Regions from separate parts of the Gasterosteus aculeatus genome. Here region 2 is linked to region 1. Evidence: chromatin contacts called from public Hi-C data. All regions are on one chromosome and are shown on one strand. The core of a region is the stretch at or near the end of the contact, and the rest is flanking DNA. Distances in the headings are between cores, read along the strand shown.

Evidence for each region. A called contact is a pair of places that touch in the nucleus more often than the background predicts.
Region 2: a Hi-C map of tail fin shows a contact between it and region 1, with 2.8 times the contacts expected there. The contact joins the promoter of xylt1 here to the enhancer-like site in region 1. A contact is called at or near these places in 2 of 6 Hi-C or Micro-C datasets (skeletal muscle and tail fin).

The regions. Positions count from the first base shown.
Region 1 is chr9:7,099,094-7,106,490 of fGasAcu3.hap1.1, forward strand. No RefSeq gene overlaps it. Among protein-coding and RNA genes, the nearest start is that of rps15a, 7.6 kb to the left of the region's middle. Within about 2 kb of position 2,693, at least 1 of the 9 cell types and tissues checked has open chromatin away from gene starts, as enhancers often do.
Region 2 is chr9:7,179,376-7,186,772 of fGasAcu3.hap1.1, forward strand. xylt1 (xylosyltransferase I) reads right to left here and starts at 4,045. Exons shown (of 11, transcript XM_040185777.2): 1 at 3,593-4,045. The coding sequence starts at 3,898.

The sequences.
Region 1 (7,397 bases), core at 1,443-3,942:
GTTACTTCAATAAGGCAACATGTTGACCGGATGTTTGTGTGGTAGCGTATCAAATGTGTGTGCGTGCTCACAGCTCCCCTCGTAATGAGAAATTCAAAAAGCAGTAAAAACTTTCATCCAGTTTTTAAGTGTCCCGCTGAACGCAGCAGACCACCACGCAAATGTCCAGAGACCACAAACTTCAAGTGGTCGGTATTTTTTTTTTTTTATATGACTGCGGCGCGTTCCTCAGCGGTGCCTCCACAGACCAAGAGGAGGTGCTCTGACTCCAGACCAACATCCACTGCCCCCCCTTCCCCCGCAAGCATTAAGCCACATCAGCCTTACAACTGAGCCAGGCCCGTGCGGAGGCCTGGCTCGTCCCCCGGCCATCCTCTCATCACTGTGACCTTCTGCCGGCGTCCTCTGTGTATTTTGTCTCGTCGTCTGGAGTCTCGCCGCTGATCTCCCATTCGCCTGTGAAGAGGTAACAGCCTGCTAATGCAACATCTCTGTCCAGCTAAGAGCCTTACACATGCTGCCTGCCGGCCTCATGGGTCTGCAGCACTCAAGCGCTGCCTTGTAAAAAATGGAAAACTGTTATACGGCTGCTGTTTTTTGGAAATCGGGAACATGAGCCAGGACCCGACGCTGCGAGACATCAGAGGGGCACTCGTGCTCCGTTCCAGACATCATTTTGACAATAATACATCTGGGGTCAGCTGTCTTGGCAGCAACAAATGAAGCCCTTGATCGGGCAGCCTGTAAACACTTGGACAGCACTGTGATAGGTTTCTTAAGTGGGGGAGATTCTGTAAAGTATCAAAGAGCTCAGAGCAAATGAAGCAGAGCCAAACTCTCCCACGGAGCAACTTATTGACTGCTTTGGTCAACGGCTCTGACCGTGAAAGCTTGAAGCCGGTCTGCGACCTTGAAAGCCTCTAATGCCCCATCACTCCCATTTGCGCCGTCTCTTTCTTCACTTTCAACTTTCTTGCAAAGAAATACATTTGAAAAAAGAGCACTTCTGCCAGACTCCAGGGGAAAGATGCTCTCCTGGGGAGAGATTTGTGAAAAGATGCTTTTAAGAACACATTTGTGTTGAACTTTGGATAGTGGCATTTATATACCCTTTCAAAGGAGGGATGTATGATTTAGTGTATTGCTGCTTATCCAGATCACTACGTCCCCTTATCTTACCAGCCAGGAAATGAAAGAACTGAAATATCAAACATAACTCAAAAAATGTAAAATTACAGTGACGATTCCATAAGTATTCCTGCACACTTGTATGTTGCTGCTTTTCTCGTTGTTGTATGGACTGAATAGCCACATTTACCTGAATCTTATTTTTTAAACAGCATTTCCTGCGCTATCGTAGATACTGAAATCTATGAAAGTTTTTAAATAATTAATTTGCAATATTTGTGTTTTTCTTTAGCTGAGTTCAATGAACACCATCTCCCAAGCCAGCCGTGGCTTCTGCCAGCGTTTCAAAAGAAATGAGAACGCCAGAAATGACTAATTATTTTACAAAACACCCAACTGACTGTTTCCTTTCTCTTTGTTGCCATTTTCTCCATAAACTGCAACGGCCACCTGGTCGTTTAACGGCTCAAACACTCATGAAGCAGCAGTGAAAAGCAGCACAAAAGCTTTCTGTGAAGGAGTCACTGGTCTATTTTTACTGATTGGCTGCCCAAATTAAGCTTAGACATTGCAGGGCGAGGACACTTCAGACCCATTTTAGCTGATGGGTTGTGGCCTTAAGAAGCACCAGCAGCACCTCAGCCTCACAGAGTACAGGGACCAAACGGCTTGAGGAGGACGACCTGAGGTCAGGAGGAGCCCATCGGGAGAAAAAGGCCGCACCGGTTCCTGCAAACCTCTCGTTGATTCTGCCACAGTGTCACGCCGTACTTCTGAAGACAACGTGCAGCCGTGCGCACATCTGGGCACCGGGACCCACAGCCAGGCGGCCCGCAGCGCGTTTCTGCAGTACGCACCACATGTCAGCTGGATCCCTGAGGTCGGCCTGAAGGGGTCAGAGCACCGCTGAGGAGGGGAGGAGACGACGCGCCGCTCTCCAAAACAAATAGAATACATTAATACGGAAGGAAAGAAGAAAAAAAGAAAAGCGTGTCGTTTGGCTTGCTTTGATAGAAAGAGCCAGAGGCAGACTGGAAAATAACGTGTTTGATACCATGCTGATATGTTAAATAGTTTCTGATAGGTTGGGATCTGAGCAACTAACTGAAAGAAAGATGGTTGAACAATTCAATTCTGAAGGAATTTAACAAAAAGAATGAAAAGGTCACAAAGAAAACGTAGTCAAGCACATCATATGTTGCTGAATTGAACCAATGCTCTGAAATTCATGTCAGAGTGGGAATGGGAGACGTTTGAAGCTGCGTCTCTCCAGGTGTTGAAACAGTTTTCAGATGATTGTTCCTCTTGCCAAACCCTCCCATTACCGTAGGATGGTACAAAGCCAACGAGAGGGCCGTGGGATGCTTCGGCCTCTTGTCTTCTTTCCCGGCGTGACGTGGATGGACCTCGAGCGAAGCGATTCAGAGCTGTGAATTCCTTGCAGGAAGAAAGCATTTTACAGTTGACACCGAGGTCCTTGTGCAAACATCACCTCCATTACCACGGAAAGCCGAGAGACGGGCCGCTGGAGTCTGGAAACGTATTAGCTGCTCGCTATAATGTCATCAGTCCTCACAGAGCTCCTTTGTCCGGCTGCACTGTGTATAACAGACGCCTAATAGAGGCCTAATACCCGTAGTTCCCCCCCCACGACCACTTGAGGGCAGTATACATACGGTTCATCATCTGCACTCCTCCTCATACGGCCTTCAGGCCGGGCTGGCAAGACTAATTATGATTGATTCGCAGATAACAGAATTAATATTGGAAATTGCAGTAAAAGTTCAAAATGTGGATTCAGTCAAAAGGCCGACGTTTCTTTTATTGCGCTCTGCATTGTCGCCCGCCGCCGTTAATGACTCAGTGAGTCCCAGTCAAATGAGGGAGAAAGACAAAGGCAGTCTGAAAAGTTAAAGTGAATGTGCAAAGTGAATTCGGGTGAATATCTTTATATATCTATTTTTTTTTGAATAATCAAATAAAGGCAGGGGAAATCCAACGGAAATGAAATCTGACTGCTTGACGGATTTTGATTTGTTGAGCAAAAAAACACAGCGTTTCTGTCAAACAACAATGTGATGAAATTCAAACAGGGCTGTCTTCCGTCTCAAGCAAACAAAACCTACCAAAAACAACATTAAAGCGATCTCGGCTCAGCAGGTAACACAGTCTCATGCATTGCTGCGCCACACAGCTCACGTTGCCATATGATGCTGCCGATATCATTCTTTGCTTTGCACTTCTACTCCCAGCCATGTGATTTATTCCACCAGCCAACGCAGCTCCGACACGCAGCGTATCTACAAACACCAGAGGAAATTCTGGTATAAATGGTGACCAGCTGAGAATGAAAATGCATCTTTTGTTTAGAGAGAGAGGAGAACCGTTGTATCTTCAAATACGAACATATTTCCAAGGTGAACTACAGGGCTGCGCGTTGCCATATGGTCATTTCCCTGCTACACTTATCTCATGTTTTTCTCTCTCTGCCCTATCTCTCTGTCTGTATGCCTTCTTTACTAAGGGGGAAACCAGGGAGGCAGGGGTGCCGGGTGGGAAGCGTGCATGTGTTGGCGTATTCATGGTGCAGAGGAGTCTGGTGTGCATATGATGAATGAGAGAGTCGGGAAGCAGAGAATTTATGGCTGTGGATGCAGCCATCCATTCTGCCCTGCGAGTCCCTGCCTGTCCTCAAGGGCATCGTGCTCCTCCAGGTCCCATCTCCGGTGGATCACTGGGGATCCTGCTGCGGAGAAGACATCGTTTAGCAGCAGCGACTCTGCTCGGCGTCCCTCTCCGCGCATGTCAAGCAACGGTTAATTAGCAGGCAATGAAAACAAGCTGCTAATGTACATATAATGACATGGAGGCCAAGAGGTGCCGTTATTAATTATTCCTCTCATTTGTCCGCTGTAGATCACCTTGAGCATTATGCTCCGGTTTCGACCTCCTATGTGGATGATGCACAGTGAGGCCGCGGCAAATCCACAGCCTAAGAAGTGATTACTGTTACGGCTTGAATAATAAAGCAGTAAGTATGTAATGTTACTTGGCGTTATATCCAACACATTTCATATCAACAGACCCCAATACTCACAACTGATCAAAATAAGTGCTTTCAATTGCATTTTAAAATGACCCGAGGGAATTTATTCTGGAACGACCATAAAGCCTTTCAAAGTTCCCTGATCTTAGTGTCTTCTGGTCTGCTGCAGTTTGCATAGAGTTATAGAGGCTAGAGGCTAATAAACCTTCTGGACGGAACCTCTCTGAACTCTGTTGTTGTTTATTCGGGAGGGCTGCCCTTCCAGTTCTGGGAGACGTCTCGCTCTCGTCTCTATTAATATTGAATGATTTCACTTAGGACGAGGCAGCGGAGACTTGAGGCCTTTACGTATCTGGTCACATCTACGTATCTGGTCTACTAAAGTAAAATGGTCTCCTGTGTCAATGTGCTTCCATCCAACCAGCCCCACCTCGACCTCCTCCCTAAAAACTTCTCCAATGTTAGAACCACATCTCACCTTAGCTGCTCTCAGGTTTTAGTTCACTAAGCCATCAGAGGTGTTTTGCAGACTAAAGCTTGCAGGTCGTTTCATGCATTTGAATCAAATCACCCTCACAAAACCATATTATAGCGTTGCGTCACATCTCATCTCTGCATTTTTGTAACATATAGTCAAATATTTGAGTGATCAAACTGGAGATTTACTGTCATAGCTGAACAAAGTGTCAGAAAGCTGCATCTTCTCAGCTTCCTCCTGCATCTCAAACTTGATGGCCAGTCGCTTGATTCACCGGTGGTGAATCATCCTCCTTTTTTTTTCTGTATTCTCTGTATGCTAGAAATAAAACTTCCTTTTTTTCTAATTGCAATGCTGCTCAAACATGAGCATTTTGTTTACAAAGATTATGAAGATACCTCAAAATAAAACCCCGTCTTCTGAAAGCCCAGGATTTTTTATAAAAGTATTACTAGTTTCAACATCTCCAAGCAATCTCCGGATTTGGAGGCATTAGAGAGTAGAATCTTATCTAGAAATGCATTGATTGGAGGGCTACCATTCTTTTCAGCCTGCCATCCCTCCTTCACTTCACCATATTGTCTTATCTTTGCTTTAGAACGTTCTGCTGTGGGTTTGTAGCCGTTGGCGTATGCCGTATTTAGTCAAAGTCATTTTTAAATTTGTCGATCGTTTATTCAAATGTAGCTCACAGTGAGCTCGGGTTTGCTGTTGTGTTTGAGGACCGACCCTTGTTACCTAAACCACTGCTGCTGAAGCCTCCTCAACGATGACATCACTCACATCATTCTATCTTTGTGGGCCAAAGAAACACGTAAATGTCGCGGGCCATTAAAGCGGATGGATGCTTTGACTTTTGTGTTTGATGAGAGGAGGAACACCACTATCGTCCGAGGGCCCGCGCGCGCACACACACACACACACACACACACACACACACACACACACACACACACGGCCGCAAGCAGGGGAACAATATCAGTGCTCCGGGGCCACGTGCGAATGTTCGTGCTTTTTACGTTGTCTTATTTGAAGTGTTTGTGTTATTTAAGTGTGTTTGACAGAGGGGGAGAGGTAGCAGCTGTGGGGGGCTTTATAAGACGTCAGACTCAGCTGGACGCCTCTGGGGGAGGTCATGGTGTGTTGACAGTTTTCTGCAGCAGGCGAGAGGGCAGAAGTGGCTCTGCCTCTAAAGATGGCACAACATTTCATCTGTAATTAACACGTTTCAAGGGTTTGCTGAAGGTCCAGGTGTGTTTAACGGGAGTGTGTGTGTGTGTGTGTGTGTGTGTGTGTGTGTGTGTGTGTGTGTGTGTGTCGGTGTAGGGTGCGATTCATCAAACCATATCAAATGCTTTTTTGTTTTTGTTTTAGCATGAGCTTTCTGTTTTGATTCTCCAGTCGAATTATGGAACCAGCTGAGTAATGACAAAGGACCTTGCAGAGGCTCCGTCCTTCTGTCACGAACAGACCTGCTGGCCCTCAGTGCTGCCGGCCCTCATCATTTTACAGCCCTGAAAAAAAAAAAACCCTCCGGACACAAAGGTCAGAGGCAGCTGCGATCCAGGCCGCCATCTCAGGATCTAGGTGCCCTGCTCGCCGTTTGACAGCTTCCATATTGATTTGATTAGCTGCTAATTAAAACTTGGCAGCCTGGGCCGGGCACAAAGGAGATCTCTCAATTAGCGGGGTGTCAGAGGATCTAATTCTCTCTCTATCAGCCTCTTCTGTTTTTTTTTCTCTCCCTTTCCCGTCCTACTCTATCACACATCTCCATTCTGTTTAACGACTATAAAGGGTGAGTGAAAAGTGAGAGAGGATAACTCTCTGAGGAAAGCGATTGAGCACTCTCAAGGAGTTAAAAGCATCCAGCCCTGTAATCCTTAAACTAATCTTTGCTTAAAGATGCAGTTTGTAAGTTGTAAAGAACGCGCCGGCTGCCAGTGGACGTTTGTTCGGGCGCGTTGCCTCCGGCACCTCTTGAATTCTGCTACCTTCCCCGTCTCTCCTCCTGGCAAGTCGCACACGCAAGCTGGTGCGTTTTTAGCGCGCTGCCTCTGGGACATTATGGCAGTTATGAGCTTTAAGATCCACCTTTTGTGTTTGTCAAGACACCACATTTCTATACTTCTGTAGACGGGAAGCGTTCGATTGTGGAGGCTGTTTTCACAGAGCAATTCCATGTGTTGATCCTTCTCATTTCATGACTCATGACGTTTTTTTTGTTCTGTTAGAATAACAGGCAGCGGCTCGGGGTTGAATGTGCTCCTTCCTGAATTCGTTCATTTACCCAAAATGACTGTCTTTCTGTCTTGCTATCAGTCTCGGTCTGCCATCTACGGAGAGAAGATGACAAGGGGAGGAGGTAAACGCTATAATAGCATTTTTATTGAATAGATTCCTTTGAGGAAGCAAATCGGGTCAATTTGAGGCTACAGGTTTCTGTGAAGGTGTTTGAAATACAAATGCTCTAATGCTTTTATTTTGTAAACCTGCCAGAGTAGAATCTATGACAAAGGGAGGGAGGCATGACTATTTGTCTATGTTGTCATCAGTTAGCAGCAGGATACTTGACTTTTGTCAGCTTCCAGCGAGTCTTGAGTCTCCGGAGTCAGCTCCCATGTGAACCCCCAGCGGCTTTTTCATGTACTCCAAACCAAATGAAACGTCACAACATATTAAAATACTGTATGGGACTCTGAAGTATGTCAAAAAATACAAGTGCACACACACACACGGGCAACA
Region 2 (7,397 bases), core at 2,795-5,294, 82 kb after region 1:
GACAGTGCACTTTATGAAAGGCCCTCTTTGGAGTAGAAGACAAACCTGCTGCGCTTACACGTATATACACGGTCCATCCACGGCGTGTTCATGAGGATACATTTTTGAGAAACCTTGAATGGAACGGATCATTACCAATCCAAAAAACGTGATTTATGCCCACATTCAAGCTGAGGAAAAGGAAATTGGACCGCGAGTAATGTAGGTGTTTAACTATAAATGTGTACGTGGGCGTGTGTGTGCGAGCACATCCTCCTGGGCGTTTTTGTGAGTCAGCACTGCTATCATGGACATAGTGGGATGAATTACACTGTGGTCGTCTTTGTTGGGCTTGGAGAAAAGACTGGTAGCAACAACAGATTTCAGCAGAGCTCACAAATGAAAAACATATGTGCATTGCTACTTGTACTGTGCATGATTAAAAATGTTAAACAATAATCTCTGCATCAGCGAAGCGTTTTATTTGTGTTGTTTTCATTCCATTGATGTAAAAAGGCCTCAAGCTCATACATTCTATTTACATCCTGAATAACAGCTTAAAATACTTTGATTGTGGTTAGCATAAGTTTCCACCACTACAAAGAACACATGCTATTGGAAATTATGTGAGAACATTGACATCATACTACTTATAGGAAACCCCACAAACTGGATTTCTTCCACTTGTATCTTATTTTATTGCATCTTGTATCTCTATAATACAATATTGTGTACAATATTTTGTGGCCCAGCTCAGTACAGTATAACTGTAGGCTGTGGAAAGGTGTAGAAAAGACGGTGGTAAATGTGCATTCTTAGACAGATAGTAATCTTTGACATGGGAAACCATTAGAAAAACTCAAGTTCAATGGGAAAAGTGTACATCAGAGTCATGTACCAATACCATGACTAACAGGAAAACTCTTTACAACGTGTGTGAGCTGGACACCCGCTGGGGCCGTGGGGATTATGACAGTATATGACTACGAGCAGCAGATGGAAAGAGGCCGCTGCTGGCCAGATGTGAAGCTGGGAGCCAGACGTGATTCAAAAAGACTGACTCAGCCTCCTGCTGAAGTGGGTTGGCGTCATTCAGGCACATTAACCGTTTTCGCGACCGCCTAAATAAGCACCTATTATTAATAACTGCAAAGCTATGTCTCCTGTAATTAAGTTAAATCAGGAAAAACTATTCTAAAGAGGCTAATAAACCAGTTTGTAAATGTCTAACGGGGAATCTGCAACAGGTACGGGCGAGAGAGAGAAAGAGTTCTCTACAAAATGAGAGACGGAGACAGTATTTTTCCGCTCACCTGTAGATAAAAATATTCACAGACTTTAATCCATAAGAAGTTTCTCACAACGAGGCTTCTGGATAATCTTGAGTAAACAGGGCTTAATTTCTGAAAAGAGACATCACTGTTGAGCTTTTCAAAATGTATTTTTGGGGCGCTTTAAGCCGAGTGCCATAGCGTCCACGGTGTGCATCTGGAGAGATGGCAGACGTCTCCAAGACTAGGCAACCCGCACAATGTATTTGGGGGTGAACAGTCCCTTTAACTCACAGCTAACCCAGTAACTCATGCACGTTATATCTCCAGATACAGAAGGCATGTGGAGATGTGAACACCAAGCTGTGCTCTCTGTTGGACTACAGAAGAAAACATCTTCCCTCTGTGGTAGCTTTTCCCTCAAGAGACACAACGGGGGAACACTAATGACAACTGTAGCCCCTGTCTGCTGGGATGACGCATCCAAAGCATAATGTTTCCATCCAAAACAAGTTAATAGACATAGAAATGATACAATTGTCAGGCTGTAGCTTCTGGCTCTTTCTATTCTATTCTATTCCCTCTCTCAGTGGTGGTGGCGGCTCATGTAGCATCAGTTGGCGCTTCTCCGTCACCCTAAGGTTGGACAACTCGGCCTTGCAAAGCCACACGCACAAACACACAAACACACACAATACACACCAAAAAATAGTGTTTAACCCTTTAAAGGGAGTTTATGCGGCGGGCGGCGGGATGTAAGGGGTCCCGGGGGCCGCGGGAAGCTGGTTGACAGCGTGACTGGCTGGTGGGACTGACTGGCGTACAGGACTGTGTGAAGGCCCGCGAGGCGATAGGGGACGACAGCCCTTCTTTAAAAGGTCATGAGCGCAGATGCGCTGTGTGTTTTAACAGTGAGACGCATTTGGACAAACCGGCGTTGACGCAGCGTGACTAGGTACCGACACAACTGATCCCCGGCCCGCGTTACGTCACCGCGTTACTAATTCATACTCCAGTCCTTGCAGGAACATTGCATTCATTTCATAAACGATGCCCATAAGTGTTATAATGTAAACTCACTAATGAGTCCCTGCTGGACTATTACAGTGATATCACAGAGGGTTCTCCTCCTGACCAGAAACAGACTCAAACATAACCGGTAATTAGCGGGACTTTGTGCTGTCGAGATGCCGGCAGGTGGGACAAATAGTCCTACCGGATGAAGCGAGTGAGTCACTGTCAAACGCGCGGAGGAGACAGATGATACAGTGCACGGTTTTGAGTGAGCGACTGAGCGCGGAGGCCACAGTGTATCATGCTACATCAAAGCCGGTTATCTACTGGTTGCATGGCGGCTGAGGAGTAGGCTTTACTTGAAGGGCTGGCAGCTTTTGTGAAGTGGAAGCTTGCCAGGAATAAATGTGTCCAATTTCTTTTGGGTAGCCTAACGACTCGGGAGACCACGCAGGCAAAAAGCTCAAATTTAGAGAATTTTGATTGCAGGAATGAGGTTGGGAAATTAATCACACGCTGCACAGAAGCCTACTGAATAGTTTCGCGTGTAGGCTTCAGGCCACTGGGAGCGGTCAGGGGAGTCTCCAAATACCCCTTTGGGATCTTACGGAGCCAACTCTTAAGTGTTAAAACATGGCATGTGCTTCCGAATGGACACAGTTCCCCGGGCTGTCTTTAACCCAATTTATTCACTGTGCCGGGGCTGTATGTTTGGCTTTGACACCACAATCACATCCATCTTGACCTGTGTGTGTGTGCGTGTGTGTGTGTGTGTCTTGTGCTGCCACTATCAATAAAGCCGTTTGTGTTTTTCAGAAAAAACAGATGACAATCTGATGCTGAGCCATGCAGCTACTGTACTTGGCTTAAAATACCAAATGGACCGTGACAGGCATTAGCTCCAAACCCTGCCACCCATGCACCCTCGCAGCCTCTATCTTGGGGAAGGATTTGCATTGCTGCGCTTTCGTTTTGCACCGCGGTGAAATGAACACCGCTGAGTTCGGATTTCCCTGCTCGGCTCCGGCACAAAACACCCGAAGTCCGCGTTCAATTCGACCGGCGCAATGTGGCTCGCGTCCTCGGCCAGCGCGCATCCGTGAGGCTTAAGACGTCCTCTCGCTTCCCACGCGAGGGAGCCTCCATTCAAGTGACACCAGTCACACGTGAATTCATTTTCCCGAGGCCCGGCCGTGCGCTCTTCTGCCACAAGAGCGCAAACCAAGGGGGGATGTTTTGACCCGTCTGCCAACCTCTTGTCGGGCTTCTTTTTTTTTTCTTTCTCCGTGGATATGACATGACTAACATCGGCGGCGCATCTGTCTCACCGGCTGCTGTATGTGGCGAGACGTCCCCTTCCCTGGCGGAGGAAGATGCTGCTGCTGCCGCGGCGGCTGCTGCTGCTGCTGCTGCTGGAGTCCGTGCTGGAAATAGTCGCTGCCAGCGGCTTTGTTGCCCGCCACCCGGTCCCTCTTCTGCCGCGCGGTGGAGCCTCCGTTCTCCCTCTCTTCGCCGGAGTCGAGGCTGCTGAAGTTCCACACTATCAGAGTCTGGACCAGCAGCACCGTGAGGGCGACTATCAGGGCGGACCGCGACCGGCGGGCCAACCTGCGAGCGCACACGCCGCCGACCATCTTCGCACCGTGGCGCACGGACGCTGGAGGACCGTCTGTGGCTGTGCGCAGCGCGACGGGAGGAAGGAGTGGAAGTAGGGGAGGGAGGACGGGGAAGAGGAGGAGGAGGAGGAGGGGGGAGTGAGGCTGAGCTGACGGTGGCGGAGAAGGAGCGGCACAGGGCCACCGTGTGGCGGTACTCATTGTGAGAGTCTTTGTGATGCGCCAGGCTGCTCTTCTGTCTGCTCTTCTATAGCCGAGGGGGGGGGGAGACCGTGCATTTCCCTCCATCCAAGAGGACCCTCACTACGACTCGCAAATGTCCTCATTTGCAATGCTTAAAACAGATGATTACAAGGCAGAGAGCAGCAGAATTATGAGGCCTCCAGGGGTCCACAGGGGCAGAATGCTGGGTCTCTTGATGTTATGTTGCCCCAAGCACCTTCTGACTAATTCACACGCAGATTGTTTCCGTTTAACACCCGACTGGTGGCATTTCAACTGGCTCTTTAGTAACTGAAATCCAAGAGAAGAATGTACTTTTTGTTCCCCGCCGTGCGGTGGAGCTGGTATGAATTCAGAGACACTGCCCGGGTTTGCCTGCATTTGTTCTCGCAGCTAACTGTGAGGCGGAGCGGTTCCCTCCCAATGCTCAGAGCTAAAATTGAAATTCCTCTGCAATCCCAGGAGTAAAACTGTGCTGTGTTTGGTTTTTCTTGTTGTTGTTTTTTTACCACTCCAACATCCCCCAAGCCAAGAGTGCAGAGCTTTCAAACATTATCTGTACATAGTGGCCAAACCACATCTTCGCCACGTTCAAGTCTGTCACATGATGCCTGTGGGCCTGAAAATACTTTCCCATAGATTTACATCTGGTAATGTCGGTACTTCAGCAAATTCAATTGTTGTATCCAGTATACATCCACAACATCCCTATATCAAATATTTGATCAGAGCGAAATAGGCTGTAATATTTAAACATAGAAAACATGGCTCCTTCACCATCATTTCTGTGGTGGTCCCAGTGCACCTACTGGGAAGTGCAAAAAGAAATGCAAATCTAAACCTGTGACTCAAGTACTGAATCTAACCTGAGTTAGAATAAGAACTGAAGTGATGTCACCCAAAACTGCCTCCTCTCGAGCACTGAATCAGCAAATTGCCTCCAAAGGTCATGAGTGAGGCCTGCAACACACATCGTGTTTTAGTGCACACCTCTGAAAGCACACTCATCCCGCACTTCATCCAGCGTTACATATACTTCAATATATTGCTAATACAATGGACAGACTGCATGATGACACATTTTCCAATGAAAAGGATTGTTTTCAGACCTGCTGTTTAGAACACTTTCAAAACTTGATGAAACTTGCTTTTCAAAATCAACAACTGTATATACATGAGTGTGTGCGCGTCTGGGGTATCAATCTGTGAATTAATATTAGAACGTCCTATTGTGTTTATATGATGGAGTCTTATGGAAATGCGTGTGATAAGGAGCTTAACCGTTTGCCGCACCAATATCATAATAAAAATGAGGTTTAATTATAACACCACATCAGTGTTAAAAAAAATGATTCCACTAAATGCAGGACATAATAATAACAAATGTAAGCAGTAAACATGAAGGCTGCCATCCTTATGAAAACATCCATATCTCATCGGAAATCATTAACCTTTAACAACGTTCTACCATTGTTGTTCATCAGCAATACACTGATTCTAGACGCAGATTCTACAAAGAAGGCAACAAGTGCCAGCAAATCAGTTTGGTGGGAAAAAACGCTCAAACTACCACATCAAGCCACGCCAACGGCTGTGAGAGAGTTCATTTGTCGTGCAGATGAGTTAGCCCTTCAACACTTGGGCTATTCATTAAGTTTCTTGTCAAACAGTTTAAACTCTGTTTAACAATTATTGCAGGTTGACTTTTAAGTTACATGCCACCATTGCCAAAGGTTCCCCACCCCCTGCGGCGAGGGACACAGAGCAACGTTAGCGTTCATCAGCATTCATTTGGATTCATCCTGGTGAATTAAGTCAAACATTCACACTGTTTAGCTCTACTCGGGTCTCCAACCTCCAACTTCTTTTCTGGCTCTCAGGCAGCTAAATGTTCCACTGTGTTCAAAGGGTTATCACCAAGTGGGTGAAGCCTGAGCACACTAAACCAACCCCCCCCCGCGAGGACACCATTGTTCTTCCCTCCACCCTGGCTGTGATATTTATTTAAAGGCTTTGAGCATGCTAATGTGAAAGCTCCAACTACTGTTTCAAACGCCGGCATTGGTTGGCCTTCCCAGTCAAATAAGACTTGTGTGTGATGTTAAGGTCACGGTTTCATTTACATTCAAGCAAGAACTGAAAGCTCTTAATAAAATTGCTGTAATGTTGCTGAGATCTGACACTCCAGGGACGGTTACATCAGACTCTTTGTTGATAAGTGAATGAAACCCACATTGAGGCATTTATCATGTTTATTCTGTTGTGTTGAACAAGTAAATGAGCTTTGGGCTAAAGTCTGCAGATGGTATAAATGACTATTAGCAAACAAAAAAGCCAAATTGAAATAGATTTGAATGAACCTCAGGAGAAACACTTTGAATTGATGTGCTCGCTGTTGTGTCCTTTGCTGACTCTGTTCCCCGTGAATTGCAATTCAACGTTCAGAAAGCTTCCACACAGACAACATGTGTAGCATTATTTACACTAAAGAAAGACAATACGGTCAACACTTAATTGAATAGTGCTGAAAAAACACACACTGACACCCTCATAAAAGCTGTTCCCGGTCAAAGCCGTTGTTGCTCTGTTTGTTTCTGAGCAACAAGCAACCGAGGTGAAAAAATAAGATTGTAGTCCTGACACGGACAGCAGATGCAGCTTTCTGACACTTTGATAGCTGGTTACATGTTGAATGACAGGGAAAATAACGTAATTGGGGGACAAAAACAAGAAAATTGCTAGATGTGACACCAGACAAAGTTTAGCATATGTGAAGCCTTGAGCTGGGAAGTGAATTATATACTGTAGTGGCTGCTGAAACACAGAAAACTAAGTTGTTATTAAAAGAGCCGTTCTGTGGTTTTTCATCTCCAGCCATTTCTCAGCTGACACGCAGACAAAGCACTAAAAGCAAAGCTCAAAACAAACTGCTCTGCAGGAGACAAAGGCAGATATTTCTGTCAGAGTGCGCTGACCTTGTGGTTCTCAAATCGACAAGGCAATTAGACACTCCTCTCATTGGCAGAATTACTTTTGGGCTTCTAACAATAGCTGTTCATTTAAAGCTTAACTGTGTGTTAAGCGTATCCCTGTACTCTCACCCCCCCCCCATATCAAACAATTTTAAACAATAGGCAAATGAGAATGGCTGTTCTAACTTCAGACAAAATGAGGGGGGAGAAATTTCTTTGTGTCAACAGTTTTTCTGGCCATCGCATGGGAATATATAATAATATATATATATATATAATAATATTGTTGGATTGTAGCACTTCTTCCAAAAGGTTGGGAAGAG